2 separate regions of the Triticum aestivum genome follow, and region 1 is linked to region 2. The links are chromatin contacts, called in public Hi-C maps. All regions are on one chromosome and are shown on one strand. The core of a region is the stretch at or near the end of the contact, and the rest is flanking DNA. Distances in the headings are between cores, read along the strand shown. Region 1 holds the start of LOC123103881 (Golgi SNAP receptor complex member 1-1). Region 2 holds the start of LOC123103880 (probable CCR4-associated factor 1 homolog 7).

Region 1 (5,684 bases), core at 2,243-4,742, 220 kb after region 2:
TTGGAGACACCTGTAGAGCACCTTTATAATCACTCAGTTACGTTGTGACGTTTGGTAGCACACAAAGTGTTCCTCCGCCAGACGGGAGTTGCATAATCTCATAGTCATAGGAACATGTATAAGTCATGAAGAAAGCAATAGCAACATACTAAACGATCTGGTGCTAAGCTAATGGAATGGGTCATGTCAATCAGATCATTCACCTAATGATGTGATCCCGTTAATCAAACAACAACTCTTTGTTCATGGTTAGGAAACATAACCATCTTTGATTAACGAGCTAGTCTAGTAGAGGCATACTAGTGACACTCTGTTTGTCTATGTATTCACACATGTATTATGTTTCCGGTTAATACAATTCTAGCATGAATAATAAACATTTATCATGATATAAGGAAATAAATAATAACTTTATTATTGCCTCTAGGGCATATTTCCTTCATATAAGCCTTGGAAGCAATGTGACTAATGAGTTAGTTACAGGATGACGCACCACGGAACGAGTAAAGAGACTTGCTGGTAACGAGATTGAACTAGGTATTGAGATACCGACGGTCGAATCTCGGGCAAGTAACATACCGATGACAAAGGGAACAACGTATATTGTTATGCGGTTCGACCGATAAAGATCTTCATAGAATATGTAGGAACCAATATGGGCATCGAGGTTCCGCTATTGGTTATTGACTAGAGAAGTGTCTCGGTCATGTCTACATAGTTCTCGAACCCGTAGGGTCCGCACGCTTAACATTCGTTGACGGCATAGTATTTATGAGTTATGTATGTTGGTAACCGAATGTTGTTCGGAGTTTCGGATAAGATCAAGGACATGACGAGGAACTCCGAAATGGTCCGGAGATAAAGTTTGATATATGGGATAATAGTGTTTGGTCTCCGAAAGGGTTCCAGAATTCACCGAAAGGGGTTCCGGATGTTTCCCGAAATGTTTGGGTACGAGAACACTTTATTTGGGCCAAAGGGGAAAGCCCACAAGGTTTTTGGAAAGCGCAAAAGGAAGTTTTGCGGAGTCTAGGGGCCAGACGCCAGGGTCCCTGGCGTCTGGGGCCAGACGTCGGGAACCCTGGCGTCTGGCCCTGGAGTCCGAGAAGGACTCTTGCCTTTCAGGTGAAACCGATTTTGTGGAGGCTTTTACTCCAAGTTTCGACCCCAAGGCTCAACATATAAATAGAGGGGTAGGGCTAGCACCCAAGACACATCAAGAAACACCAAGCCGTGTGCCGGCTACCCCGTCCCCTCTAGTTTATCCTCTGTAATAGTTTTTGTAGTGCTTAGGCAAAGCCCTGCGAAGATTGTTCTTCACCAACACCATCACCACGCCGTCGTGCTGCCGGAACTCATCTACTACTTCACCCCTCTTGCTGGATCAAGAAGGCGAGGACATCATCGAGTTGAACGTGTGCTGAATGCGGAGGTGCCGTACGTTCGGTACTTGATCAGGACGGGGCGTGAAGGTGTACGACTACATCAACCGCGTTGATAAATGCTTCCGCTTTCGGTCTACGAGGGTACGTAGACATACTCTCCCCTCTCGTTGCTATGCATCACCATGATCTTGCATGTGCGTAGGAATTGTTTTGAAATTACTACGTTACCCAACACCTTCTCCTTCATCAACTTGGCTAGCTCATCCTCATATGCATGCATTTCTTGAATCCTACCAAGGTTTTGCCCATGGAACATTTCCCACGGCTTGATGAGGCGGTTCTTAAGAATATCAGGCCAGGCAGGATCGACCCACTTAACTACACCACATTTGACACCTCCTGTTCAATCAAAGAACATGTATAAAAATGAATTAAGTTTAGTCAGACATCACATACATAAGGAGATGTGTAAATTAAGAAATGAATTCAGTTGAAACAGAGTTCAAAGAATTCAGTTCAAACAAAGTTCAAAAAGTTTAGTTCAAACAGAGTATATATACAAGGAAATACATTTGGAACTGAATTTAGTTCAAACAAATAGGATTTGCCAACAAACATCAACAACACTTGTGCAATATAATGCCAACATATAATCAATCAATGACTATCCAGTTATCCAACAGCTGCACATACTTCTGCTACATATGCCATTTAAGCTATCCAATTATCCAACTAGTAACAAACTACTAGATAAAACAAAACTACTTCTCCTCCAATTACTCACCTGAACAGGGCATACATAGAACCTCCTTCTACTGTTAGCACCTTCAAATGCAAGCCACTTCCTAGGCATCATCTAGTGCAACGTGCACTTGGGAACTTCCTCCATGGGAGCACCACAAAACAGTGGCTCAGGGATGGTGTTAGGTGTCTCCCACATATAGTACAAGCTAAATCATACAAAGGATGCATCAACTAGTTGAAGATCCGTCAAGCACTGGCTAAACCAAAAAATACATCCGTAGTTGCAGATCCTCAACCCTAATTCCCAAATCAGTCAACCCTAACCCTAAGTAATGGCAGATGGAGATGACGATGCTTACAAAGCACTCCATATCCATCAAGTTGCCCCAATGTTGTTGTCATCGGAGCTCTCTTCCCCATCGTTCCAAGAAGGTATCCTGGTCGGCGACAAGGAACTAAGGTGGTCGGTGACGATGACGAGCTCAGGCATGGGAGAACAGAGCGGGGGAGAGATTGGGAGTGAGTGCGCGCGAGTGAGAGAGTGAGCTGTATTGGGCCCTTTTTCACCTGGTCAGAACGGCTCGCCCTAACGGCCATGAGCACGCGCGTCGTCAGCCATGTCCGACGTGGATCTGACGGGCGCCCCCGTGTCATAAGCACGCTTAGATTTTAACCGTTTGGTGACTAGGTTTTTTTTGGGATAGCGAACCAATTTTGTGTTAGTTTTTTAAAAAATTAAGAGAAGTGATAGTTTTTTGTAACCCTAGCCTGTAATGTGGTATTTTTTTTGCTATATACTCTTTATTTTCTAACACCGGACACAAGATGAGTCCAATATCTAAAATTATTTCATCTTGTTACACCAACTAAACACACCCTTAGATAATTACCGACAAAATTTTAATATATCATTATGGTACCTGTTTGCAACATATCGATGGATGTAATCGGGCTTCTTTCATTCAAAGGATTTTCATATGAATTTTGGAAGATTATAATTCTTAGGATTTTTTGCTATGTTGGTTGTCCGATTCATAAAGTTTTTTTTAAAGAATTCCTTTGTACTATATTCCATAGAAATTTTAGCATCCACTCAAACCTTTTAAAAAAAATCCTTTGTTTCTCCTCTCATACAATCAAACAAAAAAAAGTCTAGTTGAATTGAGATGAACTTGACATTGCATTCTTATATTTTTCCTATTCCCACGTTTTTAGAATTCTGCGATCAAGTGGGGCCTGGTAGTTTGGTAGACCCTTGTAAAAAGAAGTTGGTATTTTTTATGAAGATAAAGAAAAATAAAAGTTTGGTAGACCAAAAATGCTGTCGTGGCTTTCTCGATTAAGGGGGGCCCCGGATTGGTGGCTGCACCGTGCCACCGAGCCTCACCCGACCAGTTGACCACCACGGTGCCCCCGACCTGATGCTTCTCCCTCTCCCTCTCCCTCTCCAACGCATCGGGCAACCCACCCCCCTCCAACCCTCTCCCACTGATTCGCTCGCCGCGCGCGCGCGAGATCCAGCCGCGCCCCCCGCCGAGATCTCCCGGCGGATCACTAGGACGGCGCCGCCGAGGAGCTCGGAGCCATGGAGGCGTCGTCCTGGGACGCCCTTCGCAAGCAGGTGAATACAACCCCCCCTCCCGGATCCCCGCCTCGCGCTCCCTTTCTCGCTCCCAGGAACCTCTCGCCGGTGTCCGTTCGCCCGAGATCCGACCCTGCGCCGCGCGGTGGGTTTTGCTGCGCTGCCGCTGTGGTACTCGGACCGACGATTCTCCCCCCACTGCCCGCTGAATTCAGGCGACCCATGTAAAATTGGAGCGCCTCGTTCGTCGAATACGTAGTCCGTGTATGTGGAGCAAAATGCGTTTTTCTTCCATCTTCTGAAATTGTGGAGTTTTCGTGACGCAAAGACTAGTAGTTTCATAGTGGCCATGTTCTAAAAACTGTGCTGCAGGTATACCTTTGCTCCTCGGCGGCCCATTTCTTTGACTAACATGGGTGGGCTTGGAGCAATGTGACACTAATCTAGTGTGCAACGGACTAGAGTTTTGATCCTACCAAACCGTCCCTTCTGCATCTGATGCTTTTGTTGGTTCGATCGTGTAATCATGCTTATGGAGTATCTAGTAATGTAATGTGGTGTTAGTCTTGTTCATGAGAGTCGGGTGCTTACGGTTAGTGTGTTCGGACTGTACGGTACGAGTCTATGGCTGAACCCATCCTTGGCTAGGCTATAAGAAGGTGCCATGCCAACTTATTTTCTGTAACGATGTCACTTCTGAATACGACTGCGCGCCAGGATGGATATCCTTGTCCATTGGCAGTTAGGTCATCGGTTCCTGGTGTCAGGTGAGGCGTCGACGCAAGAAATTGGTTCGGGCGCTTGGGCCTTTTTTGCCGCGGGATAAAACGCTGCTGCACTGGACGATTTTATTAGCACCTACGGGTTAGCGTCTATAAACTGTCGGATGCTTTAAAAAAATTTATGATATCCTTTTTATTTCCCTAAGCACCTGCATAAACGACTTGCGTTGAAGATGGCCTTATGGTTTCATGAAGCTATGAGTAGGCTGATAGATGGTATTTGATGTATGTGTGTGTATGGCTAAAGTTGTTACTGTACTATTTCTGCTTGTAGGCGAGGAGGTTGGAAGCTCAGTTAGACGACCAAATGATTGCATACCGTAAATTGGTTTCTATGAAATCAGATGGTTCAGAAAATGATATCGAGACTGATATAGAAAGATCACTAAAGCAACTTCAGCAAGTAAATTCTCAAATGCAAACCTGGGTATCATCAGGAGGCTCAGAAGTTCTATCTCATACATTGACCCGTCATATGGAGATTTTGCAAGACCTTACACAGGTTCCAATAAATCCCTCTTACACTAAGTAATCACATTCTTCATAATTACAGTTTGTTTAGCTCCAATGTTAAATCAAGGTTTCTATTAATTTCTCCCCAGTCAATAACCATGAATTATAAAGTTTGCTGTGGAGCAATACTCTTTGAAGTTTGGACACCGCATATAGAACGGCTAGACTTCTCTCATAATTCTGAAAAGTTGCTAACCCAACAATTCAACACAGGAATTCTATCGGCTTCGATCTAGTCTCAGAGTGAAGCAACAGCATGCTTCTCTCCTTGACTTGAGAGACTTTGACAGAGCAAAGTTTGACGTGGAAGAGTCTGGGGACTCAGAACAAGCTCTTCTTAGAGAACAAGCTGCAATCAGCAGGAATTCTGGACAGGTAGGATTGTCCTACTTTTTAGGAGCACCTGTATTGCTTTCTGAAATTTGCATCAATTTATTGTTAGCTCTATTAGATAGTATCATATAAGGCATACAAACAAACCCAGGATAACAGCTTACATGCATGAATGGAGTTGCATTGTGTTACCAACATGAATTCTCAAGCATTTCAAATTGAAGGAGCCTCACTCGCCTTTCTTTTAGGAGATAAATATATTCTGTCAGGGCAAACAAATGAATTAAATTCACCTTTCTGGTGTATTTGTTAACAAATATTTATTTTCTTACTGAACAGTACCCG
Region 2 (6,003 bases), core at 2,087-4,586:
TTTCTTCAAGAAAAGCAAAAGGACCAGATCAAATCAGTGAACAACTAGTATCTGGGAGACACCAGAGTTGCAGAGCAATATTGCTGCCCAGTTCAGCTCTGGTGAACTTTGAAGCTGCTTCTTTAAGACGGACGAAAATACCAGATTGAAATAGTGAGCAACTAATATCGGAGAGACACCAGAGATGCAAAGCAATATTGATGATCCCAATTCAGCTCTGGTGAATTTTGAATCTATTTCTTTAAGCCAAGCAAACATACCAAGAGTTTGCATAGAAACACAGAGACCTGCATTGTAAAACTAAAACAGGGGAGATGTTAAGCTGCAAACTCTACATTCAGAGTATGTACCGATGTATAATGCTGGGCACGCTAAAGCTGTCAATGTCAGCATAACCAACGAATTGCAGATCAAGAAACGCATCAAGAGAAGATTCCCTTGTCAGCCAGAAAATAAATGAATGGTACATAGTAAAGCTGAGTTGCCCCCAGGCTTAAGCCTCTCGTTGAACCATTGAGGGGCGCCTACATAAAATGGTAAAGCCCGCAAGATACAGTCAGCTATATTCAGTATTGTAACTACAAGGAACTGACGAGCCCAACTCTTCAGGCAAACAATCTACAGTGAGAAAAGACAATACACCAAGAGCACGAGAAGCAAAGGGAATATGATGAAATTAGTAATTGTCAGAACTGTGAAGTATAAATGCAGAGATCCACACAGAAGTAACCAGGAAAGGAACTTCTCTAACCTATCTCGGAGGTTATGCACTGAGGCAAAATGAGAAGCCCCGCGTATCAGGCAAACAATCTACAGTAAGGAAAGACAATACAACACGAGCAATAGAAGCAAGAAGAATATGATAAAACTAGTAATCAACAGGAATTGTAAAGCACAATGCAAACACAATTCATATAGGAATGGCCAGGAAAGGACCTTCTCTAACTAATTTTGGAGGTTGCACTGGTATCACTTGGCTAACTGATAGGCACTCTGACTGCATTCTACTTCTGTTCTGTCAAAGTTTAGTTCAAACTCGATATTATTTTGTTGGTAGGTACTTGACCAGCTGAACTACTAACTTAATATAGAACAGTGTAAATCAGTGTACTGAACTGCTGAAGAAACTACAAACTACATGTAAGCTTTAACAGGAAATGGATGAAAATTATCTGAAACACTCCATGAATATAAATCAATTCAAAAATGAACAGCCAACACACGGAACTTCAGTAACCATAATGAAAGAGGTCGCTTTCAAAAAAAGCTTTTACAAAAGATGCCCTTGCCTTCAGAAAAGTCAAAATAAAAAGCAACAGTTCATTTATATAACCATAATTAGAGAGGTCGCTCTCAAAACTACCAAGTGTATGACTGAACGAGAGAGGATAACAAAGAAGAGGATGGATTGATGGGTGTGACCAGACTACCAGAGAGGGTAGGATCTGAAATCATCCTCTGATCCTCAGACAGACTACTGACCTGGTCCTGGTACATAAGTACATGATGTTGAGACTTGGGATCAATTCTAGGGAAAGTTTCTTGACTTATTTCGGTATGATTGCTCTTCTTTACATAATAGACAGTCCTTGCTAAATGCTAATTATGAAGCTAAACAGAATCCTGACAATGTATATGAACAACAGCTGAGCTTATCCTGGTCTATGACACAGAGTCTGAGCTCATGACTGGGGGAAAAAACTTTGGTCATCTCCCCTCTTCACAAAATACAGTCCTTGGTAATTTCGATACCAAAAAGAACCCAATTGGTACGGAAGCATGGACCTATGTAATACTACGATAACTTGAACCAACTAGTGATAGAATTGGAGTCCTTGACTGCCATGGTTAGCCCATGAAGAGGGGTAGGTGATTCCTCAAACGGAACACAGAACAGTAAGCAATCAACACTATATACTCCCTCCGTCCCACAATATAAGATTGTTTTTCAAGCTATGTTTGCTTGAAAAACGATCTTATAGTGTGGGATGGAGGGAGTACATGACAAAAGAAGTGTTCTTTTTGCTATCAAGTGTGTAACTCTAGAGGACGTGTGAAGAATCAGCATAGGTGGACTTTAACCAGTATCTAGAGGGTGTTTCATCATTCCATCAACTTCAGCACGCAAAATCAAACAACAAAAACGCAGTCATCTAACCTAAACAAACTCACTGAGGAGTATCACAATTGAGGGAAAAGTGGTACCTTTTTCGGTGTCAAGCAAGAGGATATAATCAGGCATCACACATTCACCAGACAGGTTTCTCCTTTCTCTCATAAATAGTTCATCATTTATTTAACTATCCATTACTCAGTGAACAGAGGTGGTTTCCCCGCCCTCTGTGCCTAGACCATACAACACACCAGCATATTTCTCAGTTAATCCGCCGAAGTATGACTCCTTGAGCTTGTTGAAGGAGAGCGCGGTGAGCAGAGAATCGGAGCCCGCCTGATGGCAGATCCCGACCCGCTCGACGTCGAGCAGCTCAGCGAGCTTGTTCAGCCCGCCGTGGAGGCTATTGCAGAATCTCATCAGGTGTTTGATGTCGTAGATCACGGGGAAGTAAATCCTGATGAGGTCGAAGAATCCGGAGCTGGTGTCCGGCAGGTTGGAGCCCGTGAGCAGCTTGAGCAAGTAGCCGAAGTCGTAGCCGCTGTGGAAGGTGACCCAGTGGATCTCGGCGTTGAGGACGACGCCGGAGGACATGAGCAGCTCGGCGAAGCGGCGCGAGTCGGCCCCCTCGGCGGCGTGGCGGGCGAAGTCGATCCCGCTGCGGCGCAGCAGGTCGATGGAGTCCGCGGCGGCGACGTCGGTGCGCGGGTCGAAGCCCCGGAAGTTGAACTGCCAGACGCAGGGGCGGCCGTCCGGGCCGAGGGCGGGGAGGCCGCCGCGCTCGTCGGAGAAGGTGAGGCCGAGCTGGATGAGCTTGAGCATGTCGACGTTGGCCTTGAGCGTGGCGTAGTTGAAGTCGGCGTTGGACTTGAAGGTGCCGAGCGGGCGGCAGACGACGCCGGGGAACTCGGTGTCCATGGCGACGTAGGGGTAGTCGTCGACGATCTCCCGGATCACGGCGAACTCGGCCTCGAGGTTCTCCGCCCACACCTCGCGGATCTCCACCCCGTCGGGCTTCTCTACGGTCGGCGTCGCCATCGGGTGCCGGGCATCAAAGATTCGAACTTCTCCTCCCCTCTCCTTCCTGGAAGCCTCGGAGCTGGGTGGCGCGGCGGAGCGGGAGGCGGCGGGGCCCACGGGCGAGCGGCGAGGGGCGGCGGGGCTCCCGTGGGCGGGGAGGTGGGGGCGGGGCGGGAGGAGGAGATCCAGGGGAGGGGAGGGGGGAGGAGCGTGGGATTGGGGATTCGGGGGAAGAAGAGGGGAGGGGGGAACGCGACGCGAATGGGGAAAGTGGGTGACGTGCGCCGCCCGGGTCGGATTGGTGCCACGTGGCGGGGCCCGCAAATAGTGGGTCCCGTGGCATGATTGCCGGCCGACAGGGGCGCCTTCCTGGGTGGCTGCCCGGTGGGGCTCGCGGGCCCAAATTTTGTGTGGAGGTGAGGACGGCACGTCAGGTCAGGACTGGATTGGAAGAACCAGCAAGGAAAACAAGGGCAAGCGTGGATGAACAATTTGGTTTTGTTTTGCCTCTTCGGCTCTTCCAGTCAGGAGGGTTTTCTTTGACTTGGGTTTGGTCAATGCAAGTCTTCATTTTTCTACGCTTTTCTTTAGTCTTCTTCTTTTTCTTCACATGAAAAATATCCGTGGTTTGCAACGAAGATATTGACATGGGAGTAAAAATAGGCTAGACTTAGAAAAGAATAAAAATAGACTGTCGCGGTGAAAAGATACACTACGGTAATGAAACCCGACTCTTGTGAAAAAAAAGATCCTATGGCACTAAAAACGGACCGCCGCTGCGGAGAAGTACAACCATGGCAATGAAACATGTTTCTCATGGAAGAAAAATATGCCATGCTAGCAAAAATGCAACGCCACGAGACACACAAAAAAATAGCTCTAGGTAATTTAGTTTCCATGTCAATCATCAACTATCATGAAAGTAAGAGTAAGATATATTGTATTGAACCAGGATATTAAACCAAAGTCAAAGGTGCGGGTTCACACATCACAGCATTTTGCACCAAATAGTGATATTGGTCTATCATCCTTGTAAAGTCATCTCAAACGGCTAACCGCAAATTTTCTCTCGCATCCGTCCGCGGACAGGGATAGACGAGTCCGCGGACACAGATGCGGGATGACAACATCCAATGCTAGCCGCATGCATTGGACATTCCTCATTTTTTTCAAGTCTACACGATCAAATAGCCGCATGCAAAGGGTACACACGTACAAATAGTCGCATGCAACACTAGTTCAAATTTTAAAAAGTTTAAATATTACATCCCAACATTGTTGTCCCCTTTAACCGTCCGTTGATGGTCAACCAGATCTTCCTTCAGCTGCTCGTGAGTTGGCTGATGCCAAATTTGTTGATGCATTTGAATAGACTCTTCAAATGTGGTTGTATTCTGGTTCAGAAGTTGGATAGGATCACCCATGTTCTCAAATTCCAGAGCTGCGGGAACATCATCACCCTCATCCTCGACGATCATGTTGTGCATGATCACACAACATGTCATCACCACTCACAAGGTTTTCAAATACCGTTGTTTAGCAGGTCCACAAACAACTGCAAAACGGCCCTGTAGAACTTCAAATGCCCTCTCAACATCCTTTCTAGTTGCTTCTTGTCTTTGGGCAAAGTGGATCTTTTTCTGGCCAACTGGGTTTGAGCCTATGTCCCTAGTGAGCCTCTACTTGACTAGCTCGTTGATCAAAGATGATTAAGGTTTTCTAACCATGGACATGACCCATCCGTTAACTTAGCATATTGATCGTTCAGTTTTATTGCTATTGCTTTCTTCATGTCATATACATATTCCTTTGACTATGAGATTATGCAACTCCCGGACACCGGAGAAATACCTTGTGTGTTATCAAACGTCACAACATAACTGGATGATTATAAAGATGCTCTACAGGTATCTCCAAAGGTGTTTGTTGGGTTGGCATAGATCAAGATTAGGATTTGTCACTCCGAGTATTGGTGAGGTATCTATGGGCCCTCTCGGTAATACACGTCATAAGAAGCCTTGCAAGCAATGTGACAAATGAGTTAGTTGCGGGATGATGTATGCCGCCGAAGTATCCAAACTAAAGCGGAGGCTGGAGCAGGCCGATGAAGAGCTCATCCGCACCAACAAACGATTGGAGGAGAAGCAAGGTATGTGATACCTATTCACATCTGAAATGATATTATCTTGCTGAGTTTTGTAATTATTCTTACAGTTGACACGTCTGAGGTCAAGACCCTCAAGAATGGGCTAGCCGAAGCCAAGAAGGAGGTGGATGAGGAATGAGCCACCCGCCAAAAGCATGAATCAAGGGTAGAGGAAGTTCAACAAGAGCTCCGGGATGCCATAAGTGAATGTGAGTCCTTGGAGCGCAAGAGTACGGATCAAGATGTCAAACTTGCTAAGGCCCTCCAAAGTGCGTAGGAGCCCTGGGTTGAAGCCCAAGGCGCCTGCCGGGAGATTCAAGAGGCCAAGAAGATCGCGGCGGATAAGGCCTTTAATATGCAGAGCAAATTTGTGAGGAGAAGGTACCTCTTACTGACCCGGGTTTGGAGTTCTCCACGAGCGTTTGCGGATCTGCCCTGGAGTATTGCTGATGCCGCGGAGTTCTTCCGAGCCGAAGAGGGGAGCTCGACGGAGAAGCTGTTCTAGTCGCAGTACCTTGCGCCAGAGCATCTGGTGCCCCTCAGCGATCAGCTGAAACAGTTGACCGAACTGCATAGGGTGGCCGGATTAGCTATGAGGGATATTATAATCTGTCTCTGGCCCGCGGAGCCCATACTTGGCAGCTACTTCGGGCTCGTGAAGCGGCTAGTCAGTGCCTGCCCCCGGTTGGATGCCATAAAGCGGTCGGTCTGTATCAAAGGTGCC

The links. Hi-C and Micro-C count contacts between places; a contact is called where the count stands out from the background.
Region 1: a Hi-C map of leaf shows a contact between it and region 2, with 6 times the contacts expected there. The contact joins the promoter of LOC123103881 here to the promoter of LOC123103880 in region 2. A contact is called at or near these places in 3 of 5 Hi-C or Micro-C datasets (all in leaf) and 1 of 1 datasets of contacts at active chromatin or transcription factors (leaf).

The regions. Positions count from the first base shown.
Region 1 is chr5A:442,096,611-442,102,294 of IWGSC CS RefSeq v2.1, forward strand. It overlaps LOC123103881 (Golgi SNAP receptor complex member 1-1), which reads left to right and starts at 3,493. Exons shown (of 5, transcript XM_044525574.1): 1 at 3,493-3,750; 2 at 4,768-4,995; 3 at 5,220-5,381. The coding sequence starts at 3,715.
Region 2 is chr5A:441,881,501-441,887,503 of IWGSC CS RefSeq v2.1, forward strand. It overlaps LOC123103880 (probable CCR4-associated factor 1 homolog 7), which reads right to left and starts at 3,337. Exons shown (of 1, transcript XM_044525573.1): 1 at 2,207-3,337. The coding sequence starts at 3,151. The coding sequence ends at 2,312.